Linked DNA regions of Gossypium hirsutum: region 1 is linked to region 2. A link is a contact called in public Hi-C data. All regions are on one chromosome and are shown on one strand. Each heading gives the region's core, a stretch centred on a gene start, on an enhancer-like site or on the middle of the called end of the contact. The rest is flanking DNA. Distances are from core to core; before and after follow the strand shown.

Evidence for each region. Hi-C and Micro-C count contacts between places; a contact is called where the count stands out from the background.
Region 1: a Hi-C map of leaf shows a contact between it and region 2, with 2.5 times the contacts expected there. The contact joins the enhancer-like site here to the promoter of LOC107932929 in region 2. A contact is called at or near these places in 4 of 34 Hi-C or Micro-C datasets (callus and leaf).

The regions. Positions count from the first base shown.
Region 1 is chrA07:16,353,514-16,356,723 of Gossypium_hirsutum_v2.1, forward strand. No RefSeq gene overlaps it. Among protein-coding and RNA genes, the nearest start is that of LOC107932919, 29 kb to the right of the region's middle. Within about 2 kb of position 1,813, at least 9 of the 9 cell types and tissues checked have an H3K27ac peak or open chromatin away from gene starts, as enhancers often do. A contact at or near this core is called in leaf, where this site is marked.
Region 2 is chrA07:16,174,154-16,177,686 of Gossypium_hirsutum_v2.1, forward strand. It overlaps LOC107932929 (calcium-transporting ATPase 1, endoplasmic reticulum-type), which reads right to left and starts at 1,377. Exons shown (of 9, transcript XM_041117655.1): 1 at 1,194-1,377.

The sequences.
Region 1 (3,210 bases), core at 563-3,062, 180 kb after region 2:
AAGAAACCAATCCCAAAATTGCTTGGGCTCTGAGGCTAAGAAAATAATGTGAGGGGTAAGAGTAAGGTAACTACAAAAATTAAAAAGGCCTTAAGGGTTCACTATTAATCACCTTCTACCTTTATTCATTCTCTCTGAACCATAACACAAACTTAAGCATCTGAGAGCCAACTTTAGCACCCTTCATAGCTTACATTCTTCCCTTTTTGTAGATTTCATCACTTTCACAACCCGGTTGCCAGCCGAAATCCTTATTGATCTAGTCAAACATTAATAAAGTACAATAAATATATAAATATAAGTTCGATCAATTATAATGTAAAATCCAATCAGTACAATGTACAACAAAAGAAGAATCGATCAAAGCCAAATCAATTTGAAAAGAATCTGACAAAATCTAAACATGACATATTCACCCACAATTTTTTAATATCTTATATGGACAAACAAAATTTAAAAACGTAATAGAAATTTTAAAGTCCTTAAATAAATAAATAAACCTCAGGATATATAAAACTTTCAAATATCTTACATTGATATAAAACGCAAGTAAACAAGAAGTTTAAAGTTCTAAAGGCAAAAGTAGCCTACGAAATTATGCTGTTCAATCAGAGAACCAGCAAGAGTTCCATGATTTTCGAAAAGACATTGAATTCAATTTGTCATTAAATTTCATTGGTTCACGGAGATCTTTTAAAAAAGTGATGTCCAATAAATCAGAGTTCGGATTATAAAGATAGATGTAATATCAAAGACAGGGCGTGACCACAAAGTAAAAACCAATGAACCCATAAGGGCCAAAGTTCAGTGCAGAGATTGGAGCAATGGCTGGCTTGAATTGACCATTTCATGCAATAGCAATGGTGTATTTAAGAGTAAAAGGGGGAAGGGGGTGGTTCATGGACCACTATGACTTGCAAACTAGAGACCAATGATTTATTGCTCTCATTAATAGCTTTGGGGCTGGCTGGCATTTGCTGTCACTGACCATGGCCATGGAAGGATTATATTTGCTGCTCATCTGATAATGAAGGATATTAAAATTTTAGAGATTTTTATATGTCAGTATTTGTGATTATTTTGTTTCAATAAATAATTATTTTTCAAAAATATTATTTTGTTTTGATATGTATAAGTTTGTTATAAAAAAATTAGGTTATTAAAGTTTCATGCCCAAAAAATAATTATAAAATATGAATATTGATATTAAAAATAAATATATAAAAAATTTCAATATGGATATCGTAAATTTGTTAAAATATTAAATATTTTTAATAATGTAAAAACATGATGATAAATTTAGCCATTAATATTCATATCTTTTGTCAATTTGACCATTATTTTTTAAAGTTAAATTTAGTCTCCAACTCTTTAAAAAAGTCAAATTTGACCATCAACCTTTTAAAAAAGAGTTGAATCATTATTTTTTAATAAAAATACTGACTAAAATATTAAAATTTTAAATATTATAACTTGCATGACAATCCACGTGTACCTAATGTTTTTTTAAATATTTATATATATACTTTTTTTGAATTTTTTATTTTTTAAATATTTTATAATTTTAAAAATTATTTGTTGGTGTGACTATATAAGACTATGCCAACTGTAGTGACAATTTTGGCCCGAGCCCGCTAAAAACCCCAAATATAAATATAATATGTACAAATAAATAAATAAATAAATAATAACCACAGTCCATTAATGTCCTATTGCAAGCCCAAAGACCCAAAACAGTCCCTCTGGCCCAAATCTAGTGGCCCAATACTTAAAATGAGCCCAAACGGCCCGAAAGCCAAGCCAAATTTCGGCAAACCCTAGGGCAAAGGTGTCCTCGCGCCGCAGCCTTCACAAGCAGCAACCACATCGCCCCACGCCCACCCTCCGTACGATGCCAGCGTCTCAGCAGCCAGCACAGCCCCGTACCCGAGCGCCACGCACCCTGTACTTGCAGAAAAGGGACAAACGCACAGCAAAACAAACAAAAACAACGAAGAACATTGTATTTTCGATTTTTCTTTTTTATGTTTACCCCATTCGGCTATAAAGCCAGGGGATTTAATCAGTTGTAAGGTTTTTTTTTACGCGCAAATATGCAACAAAAATCACGAAAGCAATACAAAGTAATAAAAAAGGTGACTTTCGAATCAAAAAAATCCCTCAATACTTTACTCCCTCCGTCTCTTTTTTTTTCTTTCGTGGGTTTGTGATTCTGGTACTCGAAAAAGAGAAAGGAATAAGAGGCTTACCTCGCGAGTTCGCCGTTAACTCCTCCTTGCTTCGCCGAAATCGAGGGCAGAGGGGTCTTGAGGCTGCAAATGCTCTTCAAAAGGCGTATACGCCGCGGTTGGGGACACCGGAGGCTAGGGCCAAATGACATGGCTGAAGGCGGCTATGGAAAATGGGTCTAGGGTTTGAAGGCTTTGAAAATTTGGTAAAATGGGGTTTTTATACCTGTGGGGATGACGTCGTTTGAGGCTTACTACCGTGGCCAAAAAAACGGCGTCGTATAAGCCTATTCGTCCGACCCGATCCAGTTTGCTGCCCTGATGACCCGCGTGTTTTTGCGGTGAGGGATTATTTTCCATATCAGTCCCTCCCTTTCGCGCCGCATTCAAATCAGCCTATGTTTGTGTTTCGTTTTTTTTATTAATTTAGTCCTGTAATTTACACGCATTTGCAAATGGATCCGCGCCTAAACGCAGCATTTTGGGATCTGGTATATTGCCAGTTTTAGTCCCTAGATGTTTTCGGGCATTGACTATTGGTCCTTCATTATTTTTGTTTATTTTCAAATTTACCTTGTGTGTTTTAGTTTAATTTTAATTAGGTCTTTTTATTTTATAACTTTATAATTTTTTTATTTATTTACTTGTATATTTTAAGCAACTTTGATAATTATTTTTTTTAGTATTGTAGATTCGTTTTTTGTAATATCATTATCATACTTTGTACATCTTAAATGTTTTTTTCTTTCATGTTATTATGCATATACATGTTTTATAATAAGCTAATGTCACTTCATACATATAATGTTTTTTTATTCTAACCATATATTTTGGCATGTATTCTTGCTATGATAATATGTTCAGTATATATGCTTGCATAGAATTGTTTTTTTTACTTACTTATATTAGCACACATGTTTGATTTTTATACATTAATTTAAGCCTACGTATTATCATTTTTACGTTATCTTATATATATATA
Region 2 (3,533 bases), core at 127-2,626:
AACAAAAACCCACTAAGCATTAAAAATTACCAATCTATTTGTCCCCAAAACAATAAGAAAAGCAATAAAAGAGCAAATAAAGAATACCGCTTTTCTTCCATAACCCATTCCACATTTTTTTTTTTTGCAAATTTATACATTAGAAACAATTAACCAAGGAGTAAAAAACTGGAGTTACCCAGTAGCATATCTGATTTCCGGTTCAACCAATTGAAAGGATAGGTCAGCATAAATTATAAAAAAAAATCAAAATTTTTCAAAAAGAAGCAAACGAAAATCAGTATAAAAGAAGTATATAAAAAAAGAATTCTAAAGATATTAACATGTTTAATAAGCAGGTTTTAGTTTCGTGTTCAGCAAGACTTGGCGGCATCCAATATTGATAGAACATTTCCTAAATAGAAAAGGCGATGCAAAAAACAATTCCTGCATGCTAAGGTCGTCATTTTCATGATTTATACATGGGAAAGCTGCGCTCAAAGTTGCTTAAAACTTGACCAAAAAAAGAAAAGAAAAGAAATCATTATATATTTCTGGTTTGGCACTAAAAGAGAAAGAACCCAAGCTCGGTTTTGTGTTTGACCAAATCAAAATTGGAAATTGTATCGTTAAGAGCGACTTCAATATCACCAGATCGACAGATGAACACCCATCCAAACCAGACAAACATTCAGGGAATAAAAATAAAATACTCAAAGATCTAACCTTAAACTGAATGAAGAAGATGTGAAGAACCGAAGAAGAGAACAGAATGAGACCGTAGAGCAGTTGGTCAGTTAAAAGGACGAATTAAAGAAAAAGAATAATTGAAAATCAATCAGATGCCCTAAGGGCCCCAATTTGGGCCTTTCAATCTATGATCGCTTGGGCTAAAAAGAGTCCAAATCAATGAAAATATTATATCATTTCCGGTTTTATTAGATTTTTAACAGCTTTTCATCGTTTATATTTTATTCGTTCTCGATTTCCAACTTATCTCCCATTTTTACTAATCCAGTCTCTTTATTCTTTAAGCACTTCTATGTTTCACTTCCAAAAAAGAAAACAGTTCTAAATTTCGATTGAATCCATAAATCCGATCTTATTTTTTATCATTGAATTTCTCCTAAATTATCTGTTCATTAAATTCTCTCAGCAACCAAACACAATAGAAATATATGAATCAAAAGTAAAAAAAAAAAAACTGTGCTTACCAAAATCCTGGAGTTTCTCTGTTTCCACTCAGCTTCTGATTCATTCTCTTTTTTCTTTTTTACTCTGTAATTTTTTTAAAAAGAATTTTTTTTTTCTTTTAATTACAGTTTTGATCTTTGGGATCTTAATAAATAGAAACGAGAGAGATTTGATTTATAGAGAGCGATTCAATGCCTAGAAAACATCGCTTTCTCTCCATCTCTATGTGCGTATTCTCTTTTGTCTTCTTAGAAGGACCTAGATTCCACATTGCCTCAACTAATAAGGAATTGCCACGTGTTCATAGATCAACGATAGGCCCACGTTAAGCGATCGCTTTTCATGCCCTTTACCATGTGGCAAACAAATAGGGGCGACCATTTTGTTTCAATGTTTGTGGCCTCCCGCACTGAATCTCCACTCTCGGAAAGGTGCACACTTTTTTCTCTTTCTTTCTTTTTCATGCAATTATAATTACAAATTATATTGTTTTAGCTAGTAAATTTTCATTTTTTTAATAACATACCATAGTACAATTTATTAATAGTATATAAATTCATATATGGTGCATCAAATGCAAACTTTTTAATTAATGCTTAAGAAAGTTCCTATTCCTTTCCTACTTCCCTTGCTGGTAAAAGAATTTGGAGTTGATATAAGAGATAATATATAATTTGGCCTTTAAATTTATTTATTTGTACCTAGATTATTCTTAAATATTTTTGGATTCAATTTATTCTTAAACTTGTATTCTATCAATTAAGTTAGTCCATTCACACTAACATCATTAGTTTGTATTATCGTAACATTTATAACTAATGCGGTGATATCATGTGGCAACCTCTCATAATGTCACGTGACAAACATAATTTATATATTTACATTTATATATATTTTTTTAATTTATGTTTTTTCACTTAGCACATTGTTATCGCATGGCTCTATCGAATTGATTAGGTCCAAAATAAAGTTTAGGAACCACTTAAGTATAAATGAATAAGTTGAGGGGCCTAATTGTATATTAACCCTTCATATATTCTATTGATTTGTGTGACTATTCTAAGTTTCTTTTTCTCCCTTTTGGGGGTTTTCTTGTGGGGACATAAAGATGGCATGATAGAGTTTCTTCTTGCAATTGAGTGTATATTTACAAATTTAAAAAGGATTTTCTTCCATATGCCAACTTTTCCAATGCTAGGAAACTAACATGAATTTTATTTATTCAAGATGAAAATGTGTAAAGTCAAATTTGGATATGGAATGTTTAAACAAGTCAAGTTTGCTTTTAATTCTATTTTGAAGAAATAATTCATTATAGGATTACCCAAGCTAGCCTTCACTGTTATTTGAGCTTAGGTAAATGTCGTATGTATATATATATGCGCTCATATGAATATACTCGAGAAAAATTAATGTTACCAATCAAACTTGGTACAATTAGTGAAAGTAGAGATTTTGGGTATTGAGTACTTAAATTCAAGATTTATTATGTGTTAGTATGTGTAAATTTTCGAATTTCTTCATGTGTGAGTTTTAGTCTAGTGTATCAATTTAATTTAACATTGTAATTTTTTTTATGATAAATGTGAAGTATTTGTATTGTAGTTATAAATGTACCATATCAGCTGGTCTTTCATAGCTGTGAATTGGGAGCTTAGAAGGCATCTTATTACACAATTATTGATGACCAGGGTCCATGATTGTGTTTTTCATAGGAAGACTCAGAATACATACTCTTATCTCAATGGAAATTCCAGGGAAATTTCGGCCACATTGACGCATGCTAGATATTCACTGGTGTTGCATTCAATGGGAGATTAGGAAATGTCACAGGCACTCCAAATCCCAAAGTCAACGAGAAAATTCTCTTTTAATTTAAATCTATCCATATCATCAATGAATATTTTAAACTATATCATTCCTATCTGCTTCTTCTTGTCACTTTCTCAAAGAAACAAACAAGTTGCAGATTGGAAGTCTGACAACGCTGCATATTTTTCTGCAATTCAATCTTACTTTAGTTACCAGGAAATTTAAGTGAAACTGAGTTTCCGCAGTAGGCATGAAAATGGTATGAATGGAATATTGCCTATTTGCCATTCACTTTCATCACTCGGTGTCATCAAATTTGTATTGTTATAGTGAGCAATGCTATTCTTGTTTCTCTTGGGGGAAAAGATGGGGGACAAAACTGTACAAGTAAGTTGGAATTTATCATGTCATCTGGCCGGAGGGAAACTGTCACCAAACAAAGTGCGAAGATGAGTTCATAGTTAAGACAAAGCTCAGCCAATAGTTGTTGACTTCGTTTTTATTTCTAGCCCCTCATCTGGATTGTTCTCTCAACAAGGGTATATAAC